2 separate regions of the Arachis hypogaea genome follow, and region 2 is linked to region 1. Evidence: chromatin contacts called from public Hi-C data. All regions are on one chromosome and are shown on one strand. The core of a region is the stretch at or near the end of the contact, and the rest is flanking DNA. Distances in the headings are between cores, read along the strand shown.

The links. A called contact is a pair of places that touch in the nucleus more often than the background predicts.
Region 2: a contact with region 1 is called in a Hi-C map of leaf, with 3 times the contacts expected there. The contact joins the promoter of LOC112733112 here to the promoter of LOC112733109 in region 1. A contact is called at or near these places in 3 of 8 Hi-C or Micro-C datasets (all in leaf).

The regions. Positions count from the first base shown.
Region 1 is chr13:123,649,115-123,653,383 of arahy.Tifrunner.gnm2.J5K5, reverse strand. It overlaps LOC112733109 (protein trichome berefringence-like 7), which reads left to right and starts at 2,052. Exons shown (of 5, transcript XM_025781983.3): 1 at 2,052-3,310; 2 at 3,745-3,903; 3 at 4,154-4,269. The coding sequence starts at 2,475.
Region 2 is chr13:123,824,367-123,828,635 of arahy.Tifrunner.gnm2.J5K5, reverse strand. LOC112733112 (zinc finger CCCH domain-containing protein 38) reads left to right here and starts at 1,789. Exons shown (of 5, transcript XM_029291697.2): 1 at 1,789-2,040; 2 at 4,189-4,269.

The DNA of each region.
Region 1 (4,269 bases), core at 803-3,302:
GTTAACACTCAATTTTTCAAGAACATCATAATTCCAATTGTGTAATGATTTTTTTTTGTTAGATATAATGGATTAATTTTAGCTCACTTCATTATTATTTTTTTAAGCATAAACGGTCTGAGCTCAATTGTGTTTGTCCAAAAAATTATTTTTTATAAAAGTAAAAAAAACGCTTAAAATAATCAAATTATTCACAAATTTGGTTTTTTCATAATAATCGGTTTGAATGAACCATAATATAAGTGAGGACACTTGTCAAATTCTCATGCATAATCTTTAAAAAAAATTATTTTGAGTGTATGTATGTAAGTGGTCTCCTTTTTAAAATATATACTAATAAATCAACTTGCGTGGCTTCCCAATTCTATCCGCAACCAGTTAAGTTGGATGTCTCCAAATAGAGTTAATATTACCATATCTAACTATAATTGATAGTGTTATATTATGACTTTGTAGAATTGTATGTTAACGGTCAAAATAATGTTTAAAAAATTTATGCATAAATTATACAACAATATTATATGGTCGATATAATTTATTATTTTTTACCAACAATTAGCTGACAATGTTTAAAAGTATTTGCTAAAAATATGGTACTGAATTGTTGGACTAAGAATGTTAAATTGCTAACTAAAATATTAGCGAATATAAATTAAAATTGTTGGATCTTAATTTTTTTTTCTAAATTAAATGAGTTCTTTTAAACAATAATATCATTTTAATTATTTTGTGATACAACATCATTTAACTTAATATACTAATTTAATTTATTATTATATTTTTTAGAATCAATTTAAATATTTGATTTTTTAAAATTGACTCAGTTTTTTTAAGTATCATTTTCCCCCTAATTTGTTGAATATATCTTGGATTAAAAAAAAAAAAAAAACGAAAAGAAGGAACATTAACTCTTCCTAATTGATAACACTAATGCAAAAAAATCGAAAATGATTATCATTTGGAATAAATTACTTGTCATAGTTCAAATCTATCTGGACATCTCGCTTTACACAAGAAAGTCAGCTACATTATTTGTCTTTCTTTGTATCAGAATAAATCAGACCATCAAAGATTTGTGAAGTTTATTTCTTGTAAAAAATTCTCCTGATTATATCTCTTCATGCATAATCTAATGATACTTTTTTTATTTTTACCCATGCGTGTTGCTTTTGTACAAATCTAATTCACACTTAATTTTTCTGAATTTTATTCCCCAAGCCAGAATAATTCTTGTCAAATCGCGCAGAATTTCGACTAAAACACTTAAATTAAAGATCTTTTCACAACATTCTCTAATCCAATTTTTAGAATCATCTTTTAAAACACAATCAAATCGCACTCTAGTGTCACGGTAAAAGCTTCCAAATTGAATTCAACATATCTTTTTCTAGACAAGTAAAATGTTTCCTCAATGTGTAAGTGTATGCAACAAGTAAAATAAAAAGGAATTTCCATTAGTTTTAATTGGAAAAGGAAAGGGTAATCACTAATAAGATCGAAAAACAAATTAGTCGAACAAGAGAAGGATCATGTCATATCTAGACACTCGACTAGATCGTACACGTGCATCATAAACGACACGTAGACAGACAAAAATGGAAGATATAAATCATTTGTTTAGTTAACATAATTGCGAAATCCAAGCACTAAGATTGTGATGCATATAGAGAATCTCAGTAAAATAAGACATGATATTAAAAATAAAACATAAAAAATAAAAATATAAAAATAAATATTTTATATTTTATTTAATAATAAATTAAATATAAAATAAAATAAATATTAAAATATTTAATTTTTTTTTTGCATAATATTTGTATTTATATTTTATTTATTAAATATAATTCTATATTTTTGTATTTATATTTAGGTGCTCAGTATTTGGCAGTTTAACTGCAATTAAAAATCCTTTTATTAAATGTATTTGTTAAGAATTTCATGAGTGAAAAATTTTAATAATAAACACTGTATTTCATTATCTTAATACATTATTTAACGAAGTTTAATTAAGAATTTATAAATATAAATAACATGATAATAAAAAGAAAAACAAAGATTTCTTAGAATTGAAGGTGTTGTTGCAGATGCGTGTGTTTAGTAATTGTCTGATGGCACACAGATATCTGTCTTAATCTTAACAACTCGGAATCAGTTGTCTCCCTCCGCGTTCTTCTATTCTGTTGTTCTTTCAGTTTATCTATTTGATTTAGAGCTCCAACTTCTAACCACTACCACCGATTCCCACAAAGATTTTAACTGTTCCAATTTTCTGCATCTGGGTGTCTTTCGCTCTCCCAAAGATCGAATCTTTCCTGTCTGGGTCCTCTGGATTTGCAATCTTTCTTTTCAAGGTTGAACTTTGCTGGTTATTCAGATTTTCACAAGGGTCAGTGGGGTTAGCTTTGTTGCGATGCTAGTTTCCTTTGACGAGCTGATTGCGTAAGCGGTAATGGCTGTGGAGTTAGAGTGTGACAATGAGTGTGTTGAATAGGAGCATTTCATTGAACAGGAATGGATCATTCAATCGAAGGGGCTTCAGTGTTGGCCTTGGAAGCCCCAAGGTCGCCAATCACGTTCGATTTGGATGGGTCTCTTTGAGAATTCAGGTTCTTGTTATCATTGCCTCTGTCATTTCCTTCTTTGTAGCAATTGGTTGTGGCTACATTTATGTGCTTCCTAGCGTTAGCCATGCTCTCTTAAATGCCCAAGGTCTCTTATCTGACCACAACGATAACGAATTACTCACAAGCTGTGATGTCTTTGATGGAAGCTGGGTTCAGGTCCAAGGGTACCCTTTATACAATGCCACTGAGTGTCCCTTTGTGGAAAAAGGATTCAATTGTTTGGGGAATGGAAGGGTTGACACGGATTATCTCAGCTGGCGGTGGAAACCAAAGGGTTGTAACATTCCAACGTTTGATGTGCGTAGCGTTTTGGAAATGCTGAGGAGCAAAAGGGTTGTTTTTGTTGGTGATTCAATGAGTAGAACACAGTGGGAGTCTATGATTTGTATGCTTATGGCTGGTGTTGAGGATAAGAGTGGTGTTTATGAAGTCAATCAAAATAACATAACAAAGCGAATTAGGTTCTTGGGGGTTAGGTTCAGTGCCTTCAACTTCACCATTGAGTTTTTCCGGTCGGTTTTTCTTGTGCAGCAGGGTAATTTGCCCAGATATATGCAAAGGCCAAGGAGGGTGAAATCCACACTTATGCTGGACAAGTTAGATGATATAAGTGACCAGTGGGTTAATTCAGATGTTCTGATATTCAACACTGGCCATTGGTGGGTGCCATCTAAGCTTTTTGACATGTAAGCTCTCATTTTTTAATTGACATTTTAGGAGCATATTTAGTATACTTGATTCCAATGATATTGACAATGCTTATCTATCAATATGTTTTAATTGAAGCTACCTAGAAAACTGCTGAACAAATGGAAAATTTTCATGACAGTTCACCTAAGTTCTAAATTGTGAATGTAACATGTAAAATTTGCTATGAATTGCTGTGGTGAATGTAACATGTAGAAGATGATGCTATGAAAAGAAGTGGTGGGTATACTTTTCATCCTGAAAGTATGAATAGTAAGACTGGTTTTAATTAGCTATCATTTTGTTATCTTGTAGCACTTGAAGCAGAACGAGATCTATATAATAAGTTCATTTTTCATTAGCCTTTTATTCCAATTGCATTTTGAATTCCCAAATGATAGGCATAATGTTTGTGCACTTCTTTGTTGAGCAGAGGTTGCTATTTCCAGGTTAAAAGGTCTCTGAAACTTGGGATGTCGATTCCTGCTGCCTTTAAAATAGCACTTGAAACTTGGGCATCATGGGTTGAAAGAGAGATCGATAGAAATAGAACGCGCATCTTCTTTAGGACTTATGAGCCATCTCACTGGAGGTATTCCTATACCATTGGTAACGTGATGCTCTATTTGAATATGTTTTTCTTTAAAAACTATTCATAAGTATACTGTTATGTTGCAAATGCTGCATAATTTTGGCAATCTTAGCTTGTGCTTCATAACTTCTAACTGTTGAAACATTGCTTACGGACTATCCTATTCTTTAAGTATAACTTGGTGTTTTCTTTTAGAATCAGTGCACTTCAAGTTCAACCATCATTTATCTAGTTTTCATGCATGCTGCAGTGATCAAACCTTCAGGCAGTGCAATGTGACTAAGTACCCTACCCCAGAAACTGAGGGAAGGGACCAGAGCTTGTTTTTGGACACGGTTTTGGAAGTGGTTAAGAATATCAGAGTTC
Region 2 (4,269 bases), core at 540-3,039, 180 kb before region 1:
AATGAACAACGAAGAAACAATCTTCTAGGGTTCCACTCTATAGCAGACTCAAGCACCACTGCGTCAAGTCCATGTAGGCACTTGCCATTGTTGTAGTCAAACTTCTTCTTCTTCCTATTTTTTGGCGCAGAAGATGAGCTACCGTAACTACTGGCACAAGTATGAGGTATATTCTTCTTTCATTGAGAGTGTGACATTTTTATACATTAGAGTTTACAAACCCTTGTTACAACAGAAAGGACGAAGATGTACAGAGAAAATTGAAGAGAGTGAAGAAAGAATTTTTTTTCCCGTGTTAGGGTTCATATGGTTCGAAGGAATTAGAGAAGGAAGAGGATGAACAGTGATTTAATTATTCCCTTTTCTTATATTTATTTCAACAAATTTCATAATGAATATTTCTATTTTTCACTGTGTCACCTCAAATTGGCCATATCATACAATACCGTGCCACCTGGCCTCTACCACCACCAGAAAAATTACTCAGACCACGGAAGGGTAGAATTGACAATGAAATTTTATATTCGTGTGTGCAAATGACTCATTAAAAAATTGAGGACTACATCTGTCTACCGTATAAAAATCCAGGTGTACTTTTGTCTATTTTTCTTATATATAAAATATAAAGTAGTTTTTAAATAAATTTTCAATGATATTTTGATATTTTATTAATATTAAAATATAAAATAATTTTTTAACTATTTTTAATATGTTTTTTAATTATATAAAGTATTTAAAATATTTTTTATTTTAATAAATAATAATATATATTATTTCTAAACTCATTTTAAAAATACATGTTAAGAATAAAATTAAACATACTGATATGTAATGGTATTTAGGTGTATTTTTAAATATATCCATTTTTTATTTTTTTATTAAAATACAATTGAATACGACAAACAAATATGTCATACAAAAATTGTATCTATCCAAAATATATCCAATATATAAAATATGACAACTCAACCAAATGGCCATGCTTCATTGATTCAACCTAGGGGTGTGCATGGGTCGGGTGAAACCGGGTTTGATGTGATCCAGACCCGACCCGAAATATATACCGGGCCTATTTATTAGACCCGAACCCGGCCCTAGATCTGATGAAACCTATACACTTTCGGGCCACGATTATACCGGGTAAAAACCGGGTGAAAATCGAGCCGTTAACATTACATTACCTTGATATCTTCTTATAAGCTAATATGTGAAAATATCTAAATTTTCAAGACTCCAACTATTATTTGACATGGTAAAATTCACTTAGAAAAATATAACAAGAACTAACTCTTCTCTAAAATTAAAGCGTAACCATAATCAATACTAATATTGTCTAATAACACCAAATATTTAAATCAATATAGATAACACAATATTATGCATTAGTCTAAAATCTTATGTATTTTAAACATAAAACATTAACTTATAGTCTTATAATAACTAATAACACAAAATATTAAGGTTTACAATACTTAAATTCCACATAAGAATAACCATCATCCATCACTAATAACACAAAATATTAATTGTGTATGATGACCGGGCCACCGGGCCGACTTCGGATGACCCGAGTCATGGCCCGGACTTGACCCAAAATAATGATCGAGTCTATTTTTGAGATTCTTATCCGATTCTAGACCCAATAAAATTACACCAAAATAGCCCCTAAAATGTTCGGAATCAAATCGAATATTTGGGTCGAGCCGGGGCATGCACACCCCAACGGCCCAACCTATGCACGAGTAGAGGATGACTGGGAGTGAAAATCACCAAAAGAAGCGAAATCCAATTGTGGGGGCCACCCATACCATAAGACAGTAGACTTGTTGAGTGTGGTTGTCGAAACGGCAATAGTTTCAGTGCGAGTCTCAGTTTCTCTGTTTCTGTTTCTTTTGCTTGCCTACTTGGCCACTCCCAAGTTCCGTTGGAAGCTTGCAGTTGGAATCAGATGAGCCCCTTTGCTGCGCTACTCTGCTTTCTCTCTGCAACCGCTAACACCTCTTCCGCTCTATAACTACTATCATTTATCATCACTCACTCGTCAGTACTCTTCATCTTCCGCTCTTCCTATTGTTCCTATTCCTATTCTAGGGTTTATTCTATTTTTTATTTTTTATTTTGATTTGGTTCTGCTTGTTTCCTTTTTTGATACTCAGTTCTGCCTATTTCTTATTCCTATGTCTTTAATGCCTTTTTAAACGCGAGAATGGCTAATTAGTGCCCTATGATTTTGAATTCGAAGCGATGCCATTGAATCAGGACCCTCTTTTGCTACTTATTCGTGATTATTTACAGCGCTTTTGTATGATATGATACTCTCATGATCTTCTTTACTATCCCTAATCCTACTGAGTTTCACTGTTTACAATGCTTAAATATTATTAAACTAAAATTAATGGAAGAAAACCTATAATAGCACTTCATATCCCCAAAAAAGGTCAAAACAAACAAGTCTTGGATCCGTATAAACCGTGCACCTAGCTGGTTGAGTAGATGATAAGAAATTGGAAATTGTTAGGTAGTGGAGTTGGCAGTCTTCTATAATGCTTTAGTTAGTTGTATGTATATGAGTAAGAGTAAGTGCTAATATTCAAGATACAATGTTTCTGCAGTATATATCAAATCTTCTTGTCATTAATGCCTGGAGGGTGTCACCAATTGCACTCAAAGTAGCTGGTGCAAAAATTGCAAATAATCTTTTCAATGCCATTTGATTCTTCCACAGGCTTTGGTGGATCTTTTTTAACACCTAAATTATGTTGGGTTGCTTTCCACTGGGGAATGAATAATGGACTACTTGGCTTTGTGATTGTGAGAGTAGCTGATTTCTTATTCTTTATTTATAGATTTTGTAAAGATAAAGATGCTGTACAAGATCCATCATGAATGTAGTTTTTTCATGGTTTTCTCAGAATAGGGTTGCTAAGTTTGTAGTCTGTTTGGAGATTCAAATTGGCAAGCACCTTCGTTACTCGTCGCTGAAGTTAAATTCACATCAATATTTAGAATATGGAATTGTATCATCTCGGTAGACGTATTGTTAGATAAATTAGTCATAGCACTATCCAGTTGTGAGAATGAGATTTTGGGCATTATTGAGATAAATTTACAATTACATCCGTTTGTGCGCCATTCTGAGGCATTATTGGCATCCTTAGTCTAATCGTTTTTTGAAGTTTCGGGTGTTGGCGATTAGTCAAAGGTATTCGATTTTGTTGTATCTACTTAGAATTGGTTAACAAGTACACATATGCCTCTAACAAGTTCCCATACGTCCAGTAACAATATTTCATTAGCACTCTTATAGACAGTATAACTTAAAACAGTAAAAGACGTAAAAATATAAAACGAAAAAGGTAAAACAATTACAACGATAAAAGATTTTTGCTCCTCTGGGAAGAATTTATTATCAGCAAATCAAATGTTGCAGAGATGGATGCAAAGAAGAACCAGAACAGATAGAATTCTCATGAAAAGAGAGAAGTTCAATCGGGAAATTCTTGTGATTAATAAAGAGAGCAAACTAACTATACAAAACAAGTCTCCTAACCGAGTTGGGGAAGGGGAGCGGTTATTAAATATTAAGTAACCACAGTAAACATGATCAAATGATGTATGCCACAACAACCTATCACTTTGGTGGATAGATTTTACTTCTCGTTATCATTTCTCCAAGTAGCACTCTTATTTTTCATTTTGATCGACCACCAACAACATTCTTCATATGGTCATTAGGTAGCTTTTTCCTTCCATCCGTATTCTGTGAATATACTGAGTCTTACATAGTATCGGCTCAACTCTTGACGTATGATACCTACTCAAGCACTTATTTGGGTATGCATGAGATAGAAATCGAGACATGTACGACTGAAGTAAATCTTCCTAGTCTCGTACTAAGCATAGAACTGGGATTAATGATTTAATTTTGTTTCTCTGCATGCGATTTTTATTTCAAGAATGGATCTTCGTGTTCTCTTTCTAAATACGTTCGGTTATGATTGCTGAGTTGTTGACTCCCGTGGTTGGTGACTTGGTGTGAACTTTGACGGCTCAGTTCTTGTAGCTTCAGATTTTTTGTGGTCATTTTTTTAGTCTTCTTTTCATTTGAGAACTCTGTTCTTTCTGTTTCCTAGCCTGCCATATATATCAGATTTATGACATTTCTTTTGGTGGTTGTTTCAAATTCAGAGAACTCTGCAGTAATTAAGTTGATCCTATAACATTGCGGGAAGAAAGATGAGTGAACCTGGCAGAAAGCACTCTTCAAGG